Regions from separate parts of the Sus scrofa genome. Here region 2 is linked to region 1. A link is a contact called in public HiChIP or PLAC-seq data. All regions are on one chromosome and are shown on one strand. The core of a region is the stretch at or near the end of the contact, and the rest is flanking DNA. Distances in the headings are between cores, read along the strand shown. Region 1 overlaps LOC106508010 (a long non-coding RNA gene). Region 2 has its middle 38 kb from the start of LPP.

The links. HiChIP or PLAC-seq counts read pairs in DNA pulled down with a chosen protein or histone mark.
Region 2: an H3K27ac HiChIP or PLAC-seq map of alveolar macrophages shows a contact between it and region 1. The contact joins two enhancer-like sites. A contact is called at or near these places in 2 of 2 datasets of contacts at active chromatin or transcription factors (alveolar macrophages and skeletal muscle).

What each region holds. Positions count from the first base shown.
Region 1 is chr13:125,430,445-125,435,229 of Sscrofa11.1, reverse strand. LOC106508010 (a long non-coding RNA gene) reads right to left here. Exons shown (of 7, transcript XR_001304509.2): 1 at 2,913-4,785. Among named protein-coding and RNA genes, the nearest start is that of BCL6, 43 kb to the right of the region's middle. Within about 2 kb of position 2,834, at least 7 of the 83 cell types and tissues checked have an H3K27ac peak or open chromatin away from gene starts, as enhancers often do. A contact at or near this core is called in alveolar macrophages, where this site is marked.
Region 2 is chr13:125,742,225-125,747,009 of Sscrofa11.1, reverse strand. No RefSeq gene overlaps it. Among named protein-coding and RNA genes, the nearest start is that of LPP, 38 kb to the left of the region's middle. Within about 2 kb of position 2,154, at least 11 of the 83 cell types and tissues checked have an H3K27ac peak or open chromatin away from gene starts, as enhancers often do. A contact at or near this core is called in alveolar macrophages, where this site is marked.

The DNA.
Region 1 (4,785 bases), core at 1,585-4,084:
AAGACAATTTTTGGACATATATATGGTGTATTTGATATTACTTTATACTACTTCTGTCAAAATAAAACTTTTGTCTTGAGTGGCTGGCAAGATCTCTAGAACAATATAGCAGAGGCAGAATATTAAAACATAACTAGAGAACTTGTGTGTGTGCATGTGTGTATGTGTGTGAGAAGGGATGAGAAACTGACTGAAAAGCATTAGAAAATTCTAGCTGAAGAAAATCACTGTAGGAGTTCTCCTGTGGCTCAGCAGGTTAGGGATCCGGCATTGTCACTGCATGGCTTGGGTCGCTGCTGTGGCACAGGTTCAATCCCTGGCCCGGGAACTTCTGCATACTGCAAGCACAGCCAAAAGAAAGAAAGAAAAATAGGCAGAAAAAATAATAAAATCCCTGTAATTAACCACAAGTTGTAGTCCTGCCCTTCTTCATGTGGAGAGACACTTCCACATTGCTGATTCATTAACCAACAGACAACTGAGCACATACTAAATGCAAGGACAAGTGTTCAAGTCAAGGAAATGCAGAACACTTAGTCATAGAACCTCCTCCTTGGACCCCACAAACTCTTGGATAAATTATCAGATGAATGTGCTGAAATTATTGTGTGTATATATGTGTACTACCTAAGAAAACTGCCTCTGAGATATGCTCTTAAGTTGGTTCTTATCCAAACTGTCCTTTTCTACAACTGCCTAAGGAAAGAATGTAAAGAAGAAGGTCCAACTTCATGAAATATGAGGATAGGATTTGGAGAAGAAGAAGAGTTACTTAAAATTGGTCAGTATGTTGGAACACAGGATACTTTTATCTTCAGTGGAACTTTGAGCTCTTTCAAAAAACAAAAACAAAAACAAAAACCAATGTCCTGAAAGCTAAATAAAGCTAACTGGGCCTCTGATTCCCCAAGGTTCAGATTAAGAGCCCAACTCATCTGTAGACGTCTGGAGGAATAAGAGACTGGATTTCCATTATAAATAACCCCAGAGTATAGTCACTATCAATTTCTTTTGAAGCCCTTTAAGAAACCTGGGGGGAGGCCAGAGGATATGTACCCACTAGTCCAAGCCAGTCAAGCGGGGAAATGTCTAGAGCTGATTCCATTTTGCACAGCATTTACTGCTGCAAATCACAACAAAAGAAAGCAGCCATGGTGGCAGAAGTCATCTCCAGCTGGAGAGCCCTGTCATTAAAATTTCTCTTCTCTGCCATTCAGGCAACATGGCCGTGGCTTTCATCTTGCAGTATATTTGCATTTTCCCACCTCAGAAAACAGAAAGTCTTGGAATCAGAAGCTATGACATTCACATCCCAGTCCATCCAAGTACCAATCCTTGCCGCAGATGGGTTATCTTCCCTATCTGTGTGAGCTTCCTCATCTCCCTGTGTGGTTTACTTCACAGCATTCCTGAGTCACTCCAGTGACATGAAGGAGGTTAAAGAACATTCAGAGGTGATTGAACATCTCAAACATGAAGGAATCAATAACTTAAAATCTAAAAGGCTTTGGACACAGGTGACCTTTCCCATCGACAGGAAACAAAAATGAAACTAGTGAATGATGCACAGAAAACCACAGATACACACCCAGTCTACAGAGAATGGAACCCAAACTCACTCACTGGTTTTCAAGATCCTCCCCGGGATAGTTCCTTTGTTCTCCAATCACCTCTTTTCCTATCTCCCTTAACGTCTTCTATGGTCCAGGCAAAGCAATCGCCCAGTGACTCAGGGGCCCAGAGTATTGGCTTGTTCTTTAATATTTCCCTTTATTTCTTGGGTTAATTCCATCTCCTGGAATGTCTTTCCCCCCACATGTCTGCATATCCAAAACTGCTTAATTGCAGCCTTCTCTGAGAAGAATGCTGTCTCTGAGTTTCCCTGTTTGTACATCATCTTGACTTAATCTGAATATCCCTAGCAGTTTTATTTGTACCTCATATTCTAAAAGTGTTTATTTGCATAGATTTGTCTGTTCCCTCAGAAGGATTAGGTCTAATTCCTCTTTGTTTCACTTACCAGGGAAATTATAATAGCGAATGCTAAGATTTATTGAGCACTTAACAGGTGTGATCTCATTTAATCCTCACAGCTAACAGAGGATGTTGATACTGGTATTTTCCTCATTTTGCAAATAAGGAAACAGAGGCTCAGAATGGTGAAGAAAGTCACTTAAGAACACAGCTACTTAGTGGAGAAGTCAAGCTAGAAATTAGACCTTTCCAATCTAAATCCACGGTTCTTAACATCCATGCCTCCGCATCCTGCATGTTCTTAGCATAAGATGTACTCAGCAAATGCTTATCAACTGAGTGAATGAATGAAAAAATATGAGTCTTCAAGCATACATACTCCCATTCTATGCACAGAACTTCAAGTTCTCTTTCAGCTAATGGCCATTCAAGGAATATTTGCAGAGTTCATGATGGAAACAGTCAGTACAAGAGCAGATGTCAGGGAACTGCTAAGTCTAGAATGTTCTCAAAAGGAACCCCCTTCACTCATTCTTTCGACATTTACTCACCACAATTTATTCTTTTAGGCTTTATCAAAAGTCTGAGTTATACTGGGAAGGTAATATAGAATAAAGAATAAATCAGACATAAGTCCTGGTCTGTGGGTGCTTACATTTTAGGAAGATGAGAATTGACTGGTGTTTTTCAAGTCTGAGAAAGACCAAACATTGGCCAAGCAAAAATAATTCAAGCTCAGGGGATGACCAAAAAAACATTCAGAAGTGACCAGTAAGGTAAGCTTCATGCTGAACAGTGGGATCCTCCCCTTAAAGAGGAAACATAGCTGAAAATCATGAAGAGTGAGTGATGACTCACCCATCAAAACAGGAAGCTCTGTCTGGAAGACAGTGGCATCCAGGCGGCTGAAACCACGAAGCTCCTGCGCAAATACTTACCACAATCCACTTCACCCTTGCTGCTTGGGCTACAGACTGAGGAATGGAGACCCCATCACTGGCCAGGGCTGGAGGCTGGCCAGGCAGCACTGTGATGGGAGATCCCAGGCTCTCAAGGTCACTGCCTCACTCTCATGAAATCTTCCTCCTGGAGCCACTCTGCAAATTTGTGCATATAGGAAAGTGCAGACAATCACAACTCCTTCACTGAGTTGCTGTAAAGACCAAAGAGTTAATACCTGAAAGAGGCATACATTTAACCATGTCTGGCTTATAGAAGCACTCACTCAAGGTTAGCAATTTTTATTATACTTCTACCATTGATTCTGATGGTACGTTTGAACTGAAGAATCCCTAGTGAATTTTAGAAGGAAGAGAGGATGCTTACATTTCACGTGGGTATGAAGTAGGAGAGAAACCATACATCTTACATCTTATAATTACTTCATTGCTAAGATGATAGTGCTCTTACTGGCCTAGGGGCTAGCTTCTCTAAAATGCCTTACAATTGTCCTTGTCCTTTGTAGTAGAGCTCCACATGGATCATGACTTTCCATGTTTGTGGACTTTAATGGGGCCGTCAAATAATTCCACCAAAGCCACGCAGTTATATTTTCCCTCACTTCACCAGACCATTGCATCTATCAGAATCCATGATCTACTGTTGGTATTTAAATGTTACTCTAACCTAGAAAATAGGTGTTTCTTTTTTTAAGGCAAATGCTGATTTAACCCCTGTATTTCTTTCCTATTTAAAACCACAAATGTATATTTAAAAACACATACATGAAAGAAAAAACTTATTTGTGCAAAGAATTTATAACCAGATCCTGGACCTAACTCTACTTCAAGGGAAAAAAAAAAGTTCTGATTTTATATTTTGCAGATAGTCTTTTACTGTAAACATGTTTTAGTAAAAACAGCAGTTTAAAAAATTATGACTAATGAATAAATATTTTCAAAGTGCTATTATTTCTATTTCTTTATGTTTACCTATCAAATATTGCAACTCCACACCAGATGCTAGGGTCTTTCTCTACCCTGTTTTCTTTAAGATGCTTTAAACAAAAGAACACACCAGTAAAAGAGGGAGCTACTTCTCAAGTTGTCTGAAGAGATAACTCAATTGAATAGTCTAGGAATTTCCCCCAAACCCTCAAGTTTATTTCACACCAGAACTAGCCACAGAAAATGTTTGGGGCTTGTTGGTGGGCAGCAGAGCCCAGGAATGGGCTTGGGATATTCTAGGGAATGGTGGCTATGGTGAAAATAGTACAGGCTTTGGAGCCAGGAAGACTGAGACCCAAATCTTGATTCTGCCACACTGGCCAGGTGGCTTTTGAGCCTTTGTTTATTCATATGAAAAGCAATCATAATAACACCAACCTCACAGAACTAAATAAGGTATATAAAGGATTGGGCTAATAAGTTATATCAAGTGCCTAGAACATAGTAGATGCTTCATAATGAGCAGTTCTGATGAGAAGGATAATTTTGATATATTTGCATGCAGATATAATTGGATGGTGTTTGCAGTATATTTGGTAGTGGTTGTTGTATACTGATATCTTAAAAGGTATGTTAGCAGGATTGACTGCCAGGTTGTCACATGGGGAACCAGGAGAGGCTGGCTCCTTCCTCTAGTCCATAGAACTTTCTATAGTGCCTGTCCCAAAGCTCCCTAGACAGATTATCACTTTTTGTACATACTCATCATATCACCATTGACAAGGAAGAGCAGAGCACTTTACTAGGAGTAGGAAGACTAGTGATTTACTTCTGACTTCATCTCAAAAGGCCTCTGTGACCTTGCGTCAGTTACCGCCTCTCTCTGGACCTTGGTTTCCTGGTTTTAAAATGAAGAAATCAGATT
Region 2 (4,785 bases), core at 905-3,404, 310 kb before region 1:
CTGGGTGGCTTTCTCTCCAAAGAAAGCCATGCCATTACTGAGCAGGTCTAATGGTTAGAAACCATGTGCCTCCTTCTTGGCTTAGCTTTTCTGAGACCACTGCTGACTGTGTATAACCTAATTAACCGATAACTTGGAATTTTCAATTCACAGAGCAAGTCTCACCTGCCTTAGACTGGTTACCCTTCAGATACACGGAAACCCAGAATTATCTATCTCCCCCCGCCCCAGCTTATTACTCCCAGTTATTTCAGGAGTTCTTCATTTCACGCCTTTTCCCAAACCTGTCCTCACTTTGGTCTCCTTCTCTTAACATCTGGCTCAACTGCCTGTGCCCTGATGTCTTCTTCTTTGAGTCCTCCCGCTCACGCATGCCTGGGGCCTTCCTCCAAGGCATTTTCCCTGATCCCCCTCAGAAACAACCACTCCTTCATTCAGACTCCAGGCATCTTCTACCATCTACCGTCTTCATTTTCCTCCTTGTTTACATAGCTGTGACTATATATTGAAAGGAAAAGTTACACTTTCTTCTCACTAACCTCTGTTGTGGGGAATGTTGAAGTTATCATTCACCTTCAACTTGAAGAGTATGTGACTTTCTCTACCTATTGGCCTTGGCTAATTATGCTACTTAGTATTTACTTCCATGGTAGGTGTGTTGGAAAAAGAGCACCATTCTTTGACTTACTGCTAGAAGAAAATTATGCGGGTTGGCTGCCATTGTGTGAGAGGTCACATGCTGTCCTAAGCACAAAAGAGAAGACATGGGTCTCAGCAGATGGACAGCCTTGGGTCTACTGCTTAATCTTTTTCTGACTCATTTTGTTTCCACTCTAAGATGTGAATAATAATATCCCTAAGATAGGGTTGTCTGGAGGATCAGATGAGGTGCTACGTGACAGCGACTGGCTTATAGGAGCTCTTCCATAAAGTTAAGATGAAACCAAGTAGAGTAGAATTGCAATTCAATATGACCCCTTAAGTTAAAGAAGTTGGCATGAATGTGCAGGATTATGCTTAATTGAGGGAAAATGAGTTCTCTGACAGAAGAAGAGTAAACAACTATTATACAAGAAGGGGGATGACTGCTTTTGCTCAAAATAAATATGAGTGCTCTACAAATATCAGGAGGTATTATGCAAAGAAAGTAAAAATTAGGAATTAGCATAAGCTAAATATTATCTAGTGATACATCATTATCAAAATTCCATAGGCCTGGTTGACAGTTCTTTGTCTCAACACTAATTGTATAACCTTGAGCAAGACCATATAGAACCACAATCTTCTCATGTGCAGAATTTAGATATTTTGAAGAAATGATCTATAAGATCTCATCCAGGTCTAAACCACTCAGACTCAAGCATTTTTAACACAATGTGAAAACTCTTACGGGGGAGTCCCACTGTAGTGTAGTGGGTTAAGAATCTGACTGCAGTGGCTCGGATTGCTGTGGAGGTGTGGGTTTGATCCCTGGCCCAGCACAATGTGTTAAAGAATCTGGTATTGTTGCAGCTGCAGTGTAGGTTGCAGCTTTGGCTTGGATTCAATCCCTGGCCTGGGAACTTCCATATGCCGCAGGTGCAGCCATAAAACAACAACAGCAACAACAAAACACTCTTATGGGAGTTTGTCCTGTGGGATTATGTCCAATATGTCCTTCATCAAAATACCCAGGAAAATAATGTGATGCAGGAGTGGTATTCAGAGACCTGGGTTCTAGTCCTGGCAAATGTCACACACACACACACACACACACACACACACACACACACACACACCCCACTGCATTTATGTGCAATGAACACTGAGAAGTCCTATAGAAGAGCTATCTCAATACCAGCCATGAGGTATCAGAAAGGATATTACTATAAAGGTGGGGGTATGGGGGAAATGCAAATAAATTTTTTCCCTTCCCACTGAAGGCAGAGCCAAAGAAAACACACTTGAATTACATAAGGGAAGTCTTTCCAACTATCTGGGTGTGTAACCCAGAAACAGTTACCAAAGAGAGCTTGGGAAATCGATCTTTAAGAAGAGCAGAGCAAAGGGTTTAAGCAAATGGCTTTATGAAGGTTTTCCAGGTCCACTGGCTCTCAGGCACATCTCCATGTGAGGTTGGCTGTCAGGCACTTCCCGGCTTTGTATCCTGGCCTGGTGCAAGTTCTCTTCACTTTCACTTAGTGTTACTAGGGAGTGTGACTCAGAGCCAGATGGGGTGAGCTGGATTCCTAGTTGCTCAACATTTCATTATAAGCAGTTAGATGACACTGTGTGCGGTGCTAATGTGCCTCACAATGAGTTTTATGAGCTGTTCCTTGCAAGTATTTTGAAGCACATTTGCTGTCTCCTCCCCCCCCTTTTTTTTCAAGATGGAAATGCTGACAATCAGAGAGATAGAGGAGGACAAAATCAAAGATGGCACTGAATCACATAACTTCACAAGCCTGAGCCCTTAACTTGATCTTTGGCTATCCATGTTACCTCATAAGTCCTATTAAGTACTCATAGGAACTTACTTAACAAATAGGAAAAATGGAGCATGAGGGTGTGAAGGGCAGGAAAATGAATACCATCAGAGAATTTCACTATGCATAGCCCAGAGGTAGAAAGAGAATAAAGAAAGGCCAGCCAAATTCTGTAAGTCTCTGATGTCACTGGAATCATTGCAATGGAGGTAAACACGGTCTTCGGCCTGTGCCAGAGGTTGTGACTGGGTGCCAGGGACCAAGGGTAGTATGTCCAGTATGTCCTTCCTTGAAAAACCCAGGAAAATAATGTGATGGAGGAGTGGTATTCAGAGACTTGGGTTCTAGTCTTGGCAATGCCATGAACTTCTATGGACACCTGGGCAAGTCTCTTCCTGACCCTGATCCTTCTCTGTGCTGAGGCAAACCTGAGAGGCTGGGGAGCAGGAGCTGTGGTCAGTTCATTGGTGAATGGCCTCTTTCTTCTCTGGTGGCATTACTGTGGGCTTGTGGATGATTCTGGGGCCATGTGATGTTGTAAGATGAGTCTCACGGCCTCTGGAGGACCAGAAATATTAGATCATCCAGTATTATCAGACCCCAGCCAGCACCACCATGGCATGGCAGTGGGTATTCAACAAGTGTCTGTCACAGGAATACGTTAGGCTCAGCTGTGGGCAACAAAGACTTGAAAATCAGTGGTTTGTATAAGATAGAAATTTATTTCTCTTCCACTGTGTGTCTATGTCCCGATCTCTGGAACCTGTGAATATCTTAGGTTATGTGGCAAAGGGGAATTGAGGAGGCAGTTGAAATCAAAGTCGCTAATAAACTGACCTTAATCATCCTGGATTATTCAGGTAGGTCCTATGCTATCCCCAAAATACTTTATAGTGGAAGAGGAAATCGTAAGAGAGAACCAAAGTGATGGCAGTATGAGAAGGATACGCCTGATATTGCTGCTTTGAAGACAGAATGAGAGGCCATGATCCAAGGAGTGTGGGGAGCTTCTAGAATCTGGAAAAGACTAGGAGGCACAACTACCATACATCCTGCTGACACCTAGATCTTGCCCATTAAGACCCCTGTCAGACTCTGGTCTATAGAATACCATGGTTAAAAAAAAAAAAAGTGTCATTTTAAGCTAGTAACTTTGGAGTGATTTGTCCGAGCAACAATCGGAAACCAAGGCAATCACTTGAAATACATTTGAGGTAGGCAGCTGGGATAGGGAGTTAGTGTCCCACGGATCAGGGACCCAGACTCCTTTTCTCTTGTCACCCTAATGTGAGGACTTCCATTCTTAAGGCCACCTCAGGGAAGAAGATAGCTGCTGGAGCTCCAACCATTACATTTGTAGTCTGAGGAGAAGATGAGGAGAGGAGATGTTCTCCCTCTAAGGAGAGTTTCTGGCAGACATATATACATCTGCTGACTTTTCACTGACTAGGACTTAGTCATCTGGACACTCATGCAGCAGGATAGGCTGGGAAATCCAGCTGACTGATTCTGTGGCCAGTCAAAAACCAGGGCAATTACTGAAAGGAGAGACTAGATGTTGGGAGGCAATGAACAGACTCTGGCATAATAATGACAGTCTTTCCTTTTCTCTCTTAGATTTTTAAGAAAACAAGTTCTACTCTCAAAACTTGCTCTTGATGCACAGTGAGAAAGCATGGAGACTCTCAGAGTGTCAGTTCCTTGTCTTCTCACCCTTTCCTTCTGGCCTCACACATGCTGTCAGCCTTCCTCTCCTCTTAGCTGCCTTTCAGAACCTGTCACCCTCCACCTTGATTGCCTGTTTTTGTTCAGGCAGAGGGTCATCACCTCTCATCTGGATTCTTTCGGAAGCATTTGGCATTTTGTTGAGGGGGATGGAAGTAGATGTAATTACCCCCAACCTCCCCCACCCGAGGATAGGGAAGTGCAGGAAGGTCAGGTGACTTGCCCAGGATCCCAGCTGGTGGTTGGCAGTGGAGCAATGTCGAAAGGTGCTTGGCTGGGTGTTGGCTGCCTAACTGCACCAGAGTCCTTTTCCATTGCTAATCAGATCTCTGGGTGGGAAGTGAATTTACTGATCATATTCCGGGATAGGTTTTAAAACTTATCCAAAATTGTGGCAGTGTATAATCTCTTATCAGTTATGCAGAGATCTAAGCACAGAGTAGAAGTGGGAGAAGAAGAGATAGAAAGCAAGGATAGGTGTCAGCTGTAGGGTGGGCTTCCTCATTCTCAGAATCTGTGTCGACAGACTGGTATTCCCCCAGATGGAATTTCTCCATCGGTTCACTGCCCCACCCCGCCCACGTCACCAAGTCTG